3 separate regions of the Pan troglodytes genome follow, and regions 1 and 3 are each linked to region 2. Evidence: chromatin contacts called from public HiChIP or PLAC-seq data. All regions are on one chromosome and are shown on one strand. Each heading gives the region's core, a stretch centred on a gene start, on an enhancer-like site or on the middle of the called end of the contact. The rest is flanking DNA. Distances are from core to core; before and after follow the strand shown.

What was found. HiChIP or PLAC-seq counts read pairs in DNA pulled down with a chosen protein or histone mark.
Region 1: an H3K4me3 HiChIP or PLAC-seq map of stem cell-derived excitatory neurons shows a contact between it and region 2, with 2.6 times the contacts expected there. The contact joins the promoter of RCE1 here to the promoter of NPAS4 in region 2. A contact is called at or near these places in 2 of 7 Hi-C or Micro-C datasets (induced pluripotent stem cells and stem cell-derived neural progenitor cells) and 1 of 1 datasets of contacts at active chromatin or transcription factors (stem cell-derived excitatory neurons).
Region 3: a contact with region 2 is called in an H3K4me3 HiChIP or PLAC-seq map of stem cell-derived excitatory neurons, with 6 times the contacts expected there. The contact joins the promoter of RBM4B here to the promoter of NPAS4 in region 2. A contact is called at or near these places in 2 of 7 Hi-C or Micro-C datasets (a lymphoblastoid cell line and stem cell-derived neural progenitor cells) and 1 of 1 datasets of contacts at active chromatin or transcription factors (stem cell-derived excitatory neurons).

The regions. Positions count from the first base shown.
Region 1 is chr9:69,163,855-69,167,540 of NHGRI_mPanTro3-v2.0_pri, forward strand. It overlaps RCE1 (Ras converting CAAX endopeptidase 1), which reads left to right and starts at 1,689. Exons shown (of 7, transcript XM_054661443.2): 1 at 1,689-1,873; 2 at 1,992-2,094; 3 at 2,189-2,272; 4 at 2,521-2,599; 5 at 3,103-3,270; 6 at 3,400-3,471. The coding sequence starts at 1,689. TOP6BL (TOP6B like initiator of meiotic double strand breaks) reads left to right here. Exons shown (of 17, transcript XM_054661441.2): 16 at 1,087-1,307; 17 at 1,407-1,562. The coding sequence ends at 1,472.
Region 2 is chr9:68,742,999-68,746,690 of NHGRI_mPanTro3-v2.0_pri, forward strand. NPAS4 (neuronal PAS domain protein 4) reads left to right here and starts at 1,301. Exons shown (of 7, transcript XM_063784194.1): 1 at 1,301-1,652; 2 at 2,403-2,554; 3 at 2,734-2,836; 4 at 2,957-3,224. The coding sequence starts at 3,047.
Region 3 is chr9:68,998,708-69,002,558 of NHGRI_mPanTro3-v2.0_pri, forward strand. RBM4B (RNA binding motif protein 4B) reads right to left here and starts at 1,920. Exons shown (of 4, transcript XM_508578.9): 1 at 1,581-1,920; 2 at 485-908. The coding sequence starts at 896.

The DNA.
Region 1 (3,686 bases), core at 439-2,938, 420 kb after region 2:
GCACTCCAGCCTAGGTGACAGGCGAGACCTCATCTTTAAAAAGTAAAAATTTATATAGGAAGTTGTTTTATGCCTTTGCATAAGGTTTACTTGTGTTAACTTTCAGCAAGAAATTCCCTTTCTCTCCCTTGTCTGGCATATCACTCTTCATCCTTCAAAACCCAGCTCTGGGGCAGGAGTGGTGGCTTATGCCTGTAATACCGTCACTTTGGGGAGCCGGGGCGGGAGGACAGCTTGAGACTAGCCTGGGCAACACGGTGAGACCCGTCTCTACAAGTAAAAAAAAAATAGCCGGTGTGGTGGCATGCGCCTGTGGTTCCTGGTACTCTGGAAGCTGAAGCTGAGGCAGTAGGATCGCTTGAGCCCAGGAGGTCGAGGCTGCAGTGAGCCAGGACTGCGCCACTGCACTCCAGCCTGGGCAACAGAGCAAGACCTTGTCTCAAAAAAACAAAAGGTCAGCTCAGGTATCTCCTCATGGAAACCCTTCTTCACATCCAGAGGTGGTCGGCTTCCTTCTCTATTTTAACCCTGGGCTTTGTACACAGGTCTGCATCCCCTCCTAGCATCTGTGAGCTTCTCTCAGGGAAAAGCTCATTGATCTGCATCCCCAAGACCTGCTGGGGAAGAATCTATTCATCTAAACTCGCTTTAATTTGACAAATGAATCAGTTAAGAGTAGGAAAGCTGCCTATGGGCACTGCTCAATGCAACGTGAGCAACAAAGGGAGACAGAACTGAGGCCAGAAAGGTGAGGGAGGACAGAGGCTGGCAGGGAGGGGGGCTTGTCCGTGCAGACTCCAGGAAGAATCTATACAGAAAGTTACTGAGCGGCCTGAGTCCCCCAAGTGAGGGCTCGGGACAATCTCCCGCCTGGGTGAGAGAATAGGGAGGCCCTGAAACGTCTCTGCAGCCTCGGGCTGCTCCAGAAGCGCCCACAGCTGCAGGGTTTTGGTGTGGATGGGACCTGCTGACAGGGATGCGGTGGGAAGAGCCCCTCGGCGCCCGTTCTCCCAGGCTTCCCCTTGCCCAAGGGTGCTCCTAGCACAGGGCCATGAAAGTAAGATGAAGAGGCTTGTTTTCTCCTAGATACCAGCGGGCAAGCAGAAAACAAGAGGCTCAAGAGGGGCAGCCCCCGCATAGAGGAGATGCGATCTCTGCGCTCCGCCAGGGCCCCGAGCCCTTCAGAGGCCGCCCCGCGCCGCCCGGAGGCCACCGCGGCCCCCCTCACTCCTAGAGGAAGGGAGGACCGCGAGGCTCACGGCAGGGCCCTGGCGCCGGGCAGGGCGAGCCTCAGGAGCCGCCTGGAGGTAACTGGGCGAGGGCCGCGCAGGGAAGGGCTCAGCAGGAGGTGCAGGCCACGGGCCGCTGCTGAGAGGTCCTCACCCCGGGCCCCCTTGTTCCCGCAGGACGTGCTGTGGCTGCAGGAGGTCTCCAACCTGTCAGAGTGGCTGAGTCCCAGCCCTGGGCCCTGAGCCGGGTCCCCTTCCGCAAGCGCCCACCGATCCGGAGGCTGCGGGCAGCCGTTATCCCGTGGTTTAATAAAGCTGCCCCGCGCTCACCAAGTCCTCTTCCGCGTCTGCTTCCGCGTCGGGCCCGGGCGGGGCGGGGCGTGGAGCCGCACCGCGGCCTGACGTCACCCACACCTCCCTGGGACTGCGTCACTGGTGCGCGCCGCGGGTCAGGGCGCAATGGCGGCGCTGGGCGGGGATGGGCTGCGACTGCTGTCGGTGTCGCGGCCGGAGCGGCCGCCCGAGTCGGCGGCGCTGGGGGGCCCGGGCCCCGGGCTGTGCTGCTGGGTGTCAGTGTTCTCCTGCCTCAGCCTCGCCTGCTCCTACGTGGGCAGCCTCTACGTCTGGAAGAGCGAACTGCCCAGGTGCGGGGGCTGCGCGCGGCCGGAATCCGCGCCCTGCGGGCGGAGCTTGGGCGAGCCGGGGGCGGGTCCGTGCTCATGGGCAGCCGCGGGCCCCCTGAACTTACTGTCCCCTCCGTAGGGACCATCCCGCCGTCATCAAGCGACGCTTCACCAGCGTCCTGGTGGTGTCCAGTCTCTCACCTCTGTGCGTGCTGCTCTGGAGGGAACTCACAGGCATCCAGGTGCGAAGGAGGCGGGGCAAAGGGCAATGGCGGTGAGAGCTCAGGGGTCTTTAGGGGAGGAAGCAAAACTGATGCCCCCTTTCCTGTGGCTCAGCCAGGCACATCCCTGCTCACCCTGATGGGCTTCAGGCTGGAGGGCATTTTCCCAGCGGCGCTGCTGCCCCTGTTGCTGACCATGGTGAGTGCTCCTCCTGTATTTTTTCTTCTGGTCTTTGTTATCAGCCTGATGGGCAGTGCCGTGGACTCCTCTTGTTTTTGGTTTTTGGTTGATGGGAGACAGGACTTTTGAGATGGCCCCAGGGTCCTCCGGTATGCATGGTCTGGAAATCGTGGCTGAGAGGATTTCAAGCTTGGAGTCTCAGGGAGCATGGGCAAAGGTCTGGGCAAAAGCGGTGGGTTATGGTGAAAGTGTTTTCTTGCTCTCAGATTCTTTTCCTGGGCCCACTGATGCAGCTCTCTATGGATTGCCCTTGTGACCTGGCAGATGGGCTGAAGGTTGTCCTGGGTGAGTCTTAAAGGCTGAAGGGAAAAGTAAGCACAGGCAGTCCAGGACATTGGGGCAGGGAGTCAGCGGGCTCAGGGTGTGATCTGGACACGTGAAATGTCATCTCTCTGGGTGTGTTTTCTCATCAGTAAAATGGAAACATAGAGCTAGGTGGCCTCTAAGGGTTGATTGCCAACGTCCAAGGAGTTCCCTGGGAACCCCCAGCAGCATTTGGTGTGGATCAGAGAGCACTGTTCCCTGCTTCCCCAACCAGAGCTAGTCTTGCTTAAATTTTGGTGTCTCCAGAGTTTACTTCCAGGATGCCCTGCCTCAGCTAATGCCTTCCCTTCAGGTCATCTCAAGACATTGGGTTTATGTTGGGTCCACACCCCCGTCCTCAGGAGTATTGATGCCTAACCTGAGTTTGGCCAGGGTAAAGTTGTGGGAGAGGAGCCCTTGGAGCCTCTGGGGTCTCACTGTCTGACAGCCTGTCACTCACAGCTTGTCCTGAATTCCCTCTGCAGCCCCCCGCTCCTGGGCCCGCTGCCTCACAGACATGCGTTGGCTGCGGAACCAAGTGATCGCCCCGCTGACAGAGGAGCTGGTGTTCCGGGCCTGTATGCTGCCCATGTTAGCACCGTGCATGGGCCTGGGCCCTGCTGTGTTCACCTGCCCGCTCTTTTTTGGAGTTGGTGAGTCTGGCCAGATTAGTCCTGGTGTGTTTTCAGCATGAGAGCTCAGAAGGGGGCTTGAGGTGAGGGGCAGTCCTAGAAGGGAGGCTGGGAGGAATGACTGTGATGTGACTGTCACCTTTTTCCCAGCCCATTTTCACCATATTATTGAGCAGCTGCGTTTCCGCCAGAGCAGCGTGGGGAACATCTTCTTGTCTGCTGGTGAGTCCTGGCTAGCTGGCCTGGGTTAGGGTGTATGATGATGTCGCTAATGGCCACTCTGGAGAAGGAATTGGGAACTGAGGGCCACGGTATTGGAGAGGCCACTGACCGTGGGAGTTGGGGTGCAGGACAGCTGTAGGTGGTGGGGCAGGCAGCTACTGCCCCGGGGGGAGGGGATGGTCGGTCTTTGGCTGATGGGTATGTAGTGCGGGGGC
Region 2 (3,692 bases), core at 51-2,550:
GGGTGGGGATAGGGCAAAGGTGACAGGATATGAAAAGGATAGAAAAGGATGTGAAAGGACAGAAAAAGAAACGAAGGTGGAGAGTGGAGAGCTGAAGGTGGAGAGGCAGAGCCAGGAGCCTTAGAGGCGCAAATGTGGAGAGGGGTGGAGGGAACCTGGCAAAAATACAGGGTCCCTGGTAGGTGCAGGGGTCATGGAGGGTCCGGCGCTGCCCCTTCGCTTCTCAGCTGCTCCCCCGTCTTGCCCGCCTAGGCAGGGCGGGGAGCCCTCCGGAGCCGTGCGGAGGCAGCCAGGCCCCGCCCGCCGCAGCCGCGGCAGCCGCCGGAGGATTCCTGTCCTAATATGGAGCTGGGATTCCCCCGGCCCCGCCCCCGCCCCCGGCCCGCGGGGAGACAGAGGCTGGCAGCAGGGCGGGGGGAAGCGCTCGCTTGGGGGCCGGCAACGGGGGGAAGGGATGCCTAAGTGCAGACCCAGGTCCTCGACGTGCCCCCACGTCCCTGCCTCAGTTTCCCCTTCAGTAAGGTTAATTAGCTGAGAGGGAAACCACGAATCACTGCAGACTACAGCGCTGGTGTTGGTTTCTATTCTTGGCTGTGGGAAAACAGGATCAACGCCAAATTCAGCTGGTCCCTTTCCCACCGGACCCCCTTTCCACCCATCCTTGGGACTTAGACCCCCATGAACACCCCCTGATAAGCCGCCAAGGCCCGATTTGGGAAGCGGGGGCGGGAATTTGTTCTCTAAAAATGGCCAAGGGAATCCCAGGTTAAATAGTCCCCAGAGAGGAACCCCAGCAGTGACCTGTCCCACGGAGGCCAAGGAAAGTCCTCCTTCCCTGCATGTGAACGTGACCTTGTCTGTCAAGTAACGAGGGGGATTTGTAGACAACCCTGTTCTTCCCCATTCCTCAACTCCTCAGAAAAATTAGTGTCAGTGCCAGCCCCTCTCTGCCCTCTGCGGACTCCTGCCGCGGGCTTCAGGCCGCCCTAACCCTGGCCCTGTCGCTTCCCTCAACTGAACGCATTCAGACGCCAGGGTCCCCACACTCCATTCAAGCTTTCCTAACGCAGCGCCTTCCTCTCCGCTCAGCTCCCGCCAGGCTTGGCCCCCTCCGCAGCCTCCTGCTCCCCCCTCGCCCGCCTCCCTCCCTCTCTCATTCTACGTCATGAGATGACGTCGGAAGCCGGGCGGGAGGAGGAGCCCCCCTCCCCAGTCAGCGGCTCCCGCTGCAGCTTGCTTAGCCCAGCCTCCCGCTCTCCCGCCCCCCCGGCTCTAAAACGAGCCCCCCACGCCTGGCAGGAGCTATATAAGGCGGCGTGAGGCAGGCGAGGGGGGCAGCGCAGCCGAGCGGAGCCCAGGAGAGCAGAGAGCGAGCCTGAGCGAGAGACGGGGAAGCACGGAGGAGGAAGCCGCCGGTGCGTCGGGACGGGAGCGCAGGTGCTCGGGCACCCGAGCTGGAGCTCCGCAGCCGCCGGTCATGTACCGCTCCACCAAGGGCGCCTCCAAGGCGCGCCGGGACCAGATCAACGCCGAGATCCGGAACCTCAAGGAGCTGCTGCCGCTGGCCGAAGCGGACAAGGTCCGGCTGTCCTACCTGCACATCATGAGCCTCGCCTGCATCTACACTCGCAAGGGCGTCTTCTTCGCTGGTGGTGAGCATGCTGGGGCTACCGCAGATCCGAGCTGCCAGGCGCCGGAGACCCTGGAGCTGAGGGAACCCGCTGGGGCTGCCGCATGTCTAGGGCAGCGTGCTGGCGAACTGGGGAGATTCGGGACTTTCTACTTTTCCTCCTGAGCTCCCTCCAGACCTCACCTTAGTTCTGAATGAGAGTTAGAGAGCCTGGACGGTGTCCCTAACACCAGATTATGAGAGGAGAAGAGCCAGGACAGAGCGGCCTCGGTGCCCGCCAGTGCAGAAGCGCTCCGGGAGCCGGGGAGGGAAGCCCGGGAAGTTGCAGGGATGGAGCTGCCTGAGCCTAGGGGAACATAGCTACTGTCCGCGGTGCTGAAAGGGATCTCCTGGCGCCTTCCGGGCGCTGCCCATGGTGCTGACGGCTGCGTCGGCCGTGTATGGCTCTGTCCATGGTTCTGAACCCACAGTCGGCTTCGGAGCTCTGTCCGCGGTTCTGAAATTCAGAGCCGCTTTGGAGCTCTGTCCGCGGTTCTGAAATTAAGAGCCGAGGAGGAGCCGACCCCGCTTTAGAAGTCGAGGGCTTGTGGGCTATGGAGATACAGCAACAGGTTCCCTGGCCAAGAGCTGCGGGCAGCGGGTCAACAGGTGTTTGCAGAGGCAGGTCCATGAGAAATTCCTCTGGATTCTCTGAAACTCAGACCATGCCTTCCTCACTTCTTCTTTGCCTCCCAGTCTTACTCCTGACGCACTACGTCTTCTCGCCCTACAGGCACTCCTCTGGCGGGCCCCACGGGGCTTCTCTCAGCTCAAGAGCTTGAGGACATCGTAGCGGCACTACCCGGCTTTCTGCTTGTGTTCACAGCCGAGGGGAAATTGCTCTACCTGTCTGAGAGTGTGAGCGAGCATCTGGGCCACTCCATGGTGAGTGCTAAGGGTCCTTTCAGCTGAGGCTGGGCATGGAGTGGGTGCCGTGAGCCTTCCACTCCTGAGGAACTGGGAATTACTATGGAGGGAGAGGTTATACCCTACAAGATACTGTAGATCAAAGATTGGCTCCTGCTGTTCTCCCTAATGGTCATCTCTTCTTTTCCTCCCTCCAGGTGGACCTGGTTGCCCAGGGTGACAGCATCTACGACATCATTGACCCAGCTGACCACCTCACTGTGCGCCAGCAACTCACCCTGCCCTCTGCCCTGGACACTGGTAAGGACTCCCTTCTCCCTTCCTCGGTCCAATTTCCCACCTGCTGCCCTTCTCCCCACCATCCACTGTCTCTCTCTCAGCCACTCACCCTCTTATCTGTTTTTCTCTTCATCTATCTAGATCGCCTCTTCCGCTGCCGCTTCAACACCTCCAAGTCCCTCAGGCGCCAGAGTGCAGGCAACAAACTCGTGCTTATTCGAGGCCGATTCCATGCTCACCCACCTGGAGCCTACTGGGCAGGAAACCCCGTGTTCACAGCTTTCTGTGCCCCTCTGGAGCCGAGACCCCGCCCTGGTCCTGGCCCTGGCCCTGGCCCTGCCTCGCTCTTCCTGGCCATGTTCCAGAGCCGCCATGCTAAAGACCTGGCTCTACTGGACATCTCCGAGAGGTAAGCCTGGAGTGTTCAGATTCCAAGAGAAAGGCAGGCCAGAGATGAAGGGACCCTAGATTCTGGAGTCAGGGGCAGGGAGGATGGGGTTTAGGGGGGCAGAGGATCTGGGAGGGAGTGAGATGCATGGGTATCAAGCAAGGAAAACAGAAAGCTGACCTCACCCTTTCCACCTTCCCAGTGTCCTAATCTACCTGGGCTTTGAGCGCAGTGAACTGCTTTGTAAATCATGGTATGGACTGCTGCACCCCGAGGACCTGGCCCACGCTTCTGCTCAACACTACCGCCTGTGTGAGTGTCCAGAGAGGCTGGGGACAAGATAGCAAGCTGGGAAAGGGCATGGGAGACCAGACAAAGAATGATCTGTAGTCAAGAGTGATGCTGGGGAGATAACAGAGGCCAACAGTTTCGGATGCTATAGGGTGAACATGAAGGTGAGGATTCAAGGCAATAATCAAATCAGAACTG
Region 3 (3,851 bases), core at 670-3,169, 260 kb after region 2:
ACCCAGATTTATAATATAGGGCTTCCTCTAGATGTCTTTTTTCTTCTTTCCCACCAGTATCCACCCAAAGCAGTAAAGAATATAAATCTTAAGCACTTAAACCCTCAAATATAAGGCTTCCTGATCATCACCAAAGAAGCAGGTAAGCCACGGACCTTTATCCTCCCTTCTCTCATGAGGTACTCGTTTCCCCAAGCAGATTACACTTCCAACAGCACTCGAATCAATGCAAGAATCCCGCAGGGTAAAGTAACCCACAGTTTGTGATTCTATGCAGTCGGTGAGCAACATCTTAGCAAACCTGAAAAGGGGAAGTGTTTGCTTCCCCAGGGGTAAATTATGCTTAAGAGCGGTAAACATAATCTATTATTTCCAGCTAAAACAGAATGGAAGAGACCACCCAGCAAGTTCTATAGTCTTGTGTTCTTGCCTGTTTTGAGCTAGACCCCACTCGGCGCTACTACCCAGGCCCAGAGCAGTTCACCTTGAAACTCTGTGTTGTCAAGGCCCCTGATGGCCTCCACTGCATCCTCTGCCCGCTCCATGTGTACGAAGGCATAATCTTTCACGATGTCACATTCGATGACCGGACCATACTCCTCAAACTTGGCCCGAAGCTCTTGGTTGGTACAAGTGGGGCTGATGTTACCCACGTGTAACTTGGTTGAAGCTTTGCTCTTATTCTTGCTGGCTTCCACGTTGATGTTCACCCCATGAAGCTTGTAATGGTGCAGGTTGCGTATGGCATCCTCAGCTGCCGTCTTGTCTTCTATGTGCACAAAGCCGTAATTCTTAATTATGTCACATTCCAGCACCTTCCCATACTGTTCGAAAAGAGAGCGAATCTCCTGCTCTGTGGCCTCCCGGGGAAGGTTTCCGATGAACAGCTTCACCATCCTGACAAGAGCCTGGGAGAGAAACACAAGACTTCAAAAGTCAGGGGTGTGGTGGGAAATTTCGGTGCACTGCAGCATTTTCGTCTAATCCTCCAAAGTTCTTGCACCTTCAAGACCCTCGTACAGACATTCATTATTCTTCCTCAATAGAAGAAGGGCGGTTTGTTCTCGAGAAGTGCGAGCTATGCGTGACATGCAAACAGGAGGTCGAGGGTCAGCAGGCATAGCCCAGTCTATCATCTCCGTGAAGTGGAGCGCAATGAAATACCAGAATTAGCTGCTTCATGTCTTAAAATGAGGAAAGGGAAAAGCCCAAGCAAAGGCAAGGGGCATCAATCGCAGTGCGCCTGGTAACAAGGTTTTGGAGGGAAATCTGTGTACCTCTCCTGCGCGCACTAGCGCCTTTCAAGATACTCTAAAAAGAAAAAAGTCCCCTTTCCCCCAAACCGGGGACCAACCACCTCGCCCACAGCGGCCCACCCTCCAGCTTCTTCGCCCCAACAAAGACTCGACCCGACCCCTGCCCCGCCTCCTTCCGGAGACCCGGCCCCGCCTCCTCCCGTTGTCTTCCCAGACCTCTCGCTGCAAAATGAGAAACCCAAATCCGGGCCGTGCAGTCTGCCGGAGGCCCGGCCCGACCCGCCCCCGAGCTCCCCACATCACACACACACGACCCCCTCGCACCTCCGGGTGGCGGCAGCGACGGCGGCTCCCACGTCAGAGAGAACCCTACAAAATGGCGACGGCCGCTCGAGCCTCGACGCGACCGGGCCCTTTCTCGCGCGCCAGCTCACGCACGCGCGAGTGCGCGCTGCTTCCCTCCCCTTCCCCTCGCGGGAGCCGAGTGACCAATCCCGAGGCTGCATACAAATGACCACGCAGCACGGGGGCGGGGCCTGTTGGTGGTGGCGCGGCGCCGCGGAGGTCAGCCCACCCCCAGCCCCAACCAGCCAGTCACCACCCTGGAAAGGGTCGCCACTGCTGCGTCAGAGGGGCTCTGAACGCAACCACTGCCTAGAAAAGCGGAGGCCTTGGGGAGTCACTCACCATCACAATGGGTCCTGCTCTTGGGCCCTTTGAGGGGGGCGGGGAGCTAACGACAGAGGAATCTCCCCGAGGGCCCTAAAAAGGGGCTTTTGTAGCGGGCTGGCCGGCTTCTGTGGCAGCTTGGGGCAACATTTCAAAAATACAGGTGCGCCACATTTTAAGCAAAACTAGTCATTGTTTTGTAGCGCTTTAAACATTAAAGTTTGTCATTGCAGAGGTGTTATTTATTGCTACGGAAACTGAGAACCAAGGGGCAGAAAGATAACCTGGCAGAACTGGGACAGACCTAAGAGGCATTGCTACCCAGGCTACGCTTAGTCATGTTTTGTTTGCTCGTGAGTATCCGTGGTCTGGTTCTCTCTCACTCATTGTGTGTCCATCACAGTCCGGGTCTGTGGTGAGCACACCAGAGGAATACTTGGTGGAGAGGCCCAGCGAGGTCCCTAGTTCTGGGTGGGACAGGGTCTCCTCGTACACACCAAGCTGGAAGTCTAGGCAACTGAGTTTCCCGACTGTCTAGCATTCAAAATTCAGCTGTGGTCCAAGGGCACCTCCTGGCGGTAAAAACAAGCTTAGGCGGGCCGGGTGCGGCGGCTCACGCCTATAATCCCAGCACTTTGGGAGGCCGAGGCGGGCGGATCACGAGTTCAGGAGTTCGACACCAGCTTGGCCAACATGGTGAAACCCCGTGTCTACTAAAAATACAAAAAATAGCCGGGCGTGGTGGCGGGCGCCTGTAATCCCAACTACTCGGGAGGCTGAGGCAGGAGAATCGTTGGAACCCGGGAGGCGGAGGTTGCAGTGAGCCGAGATGGCGTCACTGCACTCCAGCCTGGGTGACAGAGCAAGACTCGGTCTCAAAAAAAAAAAAAAAGTTTAGGCTGATTCCCCACTGTCACTTTCCAACAAAGAATAGCCTTTTATGGAGATTGATGGATTGGGTTTATCTCCTAGTAGAGCCTGCCAGGGAGGTTGTCAACCACCATTCCTCATTGTAGTGGCTCCATAATGGCTTCTCTGATACCATCTGGGACACATTCCCCAGGCTGCCCTCTTCCACCCCAGCTACTTGGATATGTTCTTTCCCTGAGTTCTTTTTGTTTCTCAGCCATTTCAGAAGAGGCACTGTCCTTCCAATTTTATTTTATTTTTATTTTTTGTTTAATTTTTTAAAGACGGAGTCTCACTGTGTCGCCCAGGCTGGAGGGCAGTGGTGCGATCTCGGCTTACTGCAACCTCCACCTCCTGCGTTCAAGCCATTTTCCTGCCTCAGCCTCCCGAGTAGCTGGGACTACAGGCGTGCGCTACCCCCCAGCTAATTTTTGTATTTTTAGTAGAGACAAGGTTTCACCGTGTTGGCCAGGCTGGTGTCGAACTCCCGACCTCAAGCGATCCGCTGGCCTTGGCATCCCAAAGTGTTGGGATTACAGGCGTGAGCCACCTCGCCCGGCCCTTAACTATTATTACTATTATTTTTGAGTCAGGGTGTCACTTTGTTGTCCAGGCTAGAGTGCAGTGGCACCATTATGGCTCACTGTAGCCTCGACCTCCCAGGCGCAAGTGATCTTCCTATCTTAGCCTCTGGAGCAGCTGGGACCACAGGTGTGGGCCACCCCATCCAGCTAATTAAAATTTTTTTTTTGTAGAGATGGGGGTCTCACTGTGTTGCCCAGGCTGGTCTCAAACTTCTGGGCTCAAGATGTTTCCACCACAGTCTCACAAAATGCTGGGATTCGGGTGTGAGCCACTGCACCCGGCTTATATGTGCTGCTAATTTAAAATAGCACTATCCTATGTTAATATTATCTAATGTTTATGCCCAAATTTCTCCTGGATTGTTACAAATGTCTTTTTACAGTTGATTTCTTCTAATCTGGACTTAAACATTGTACATTTGTATGCATTATG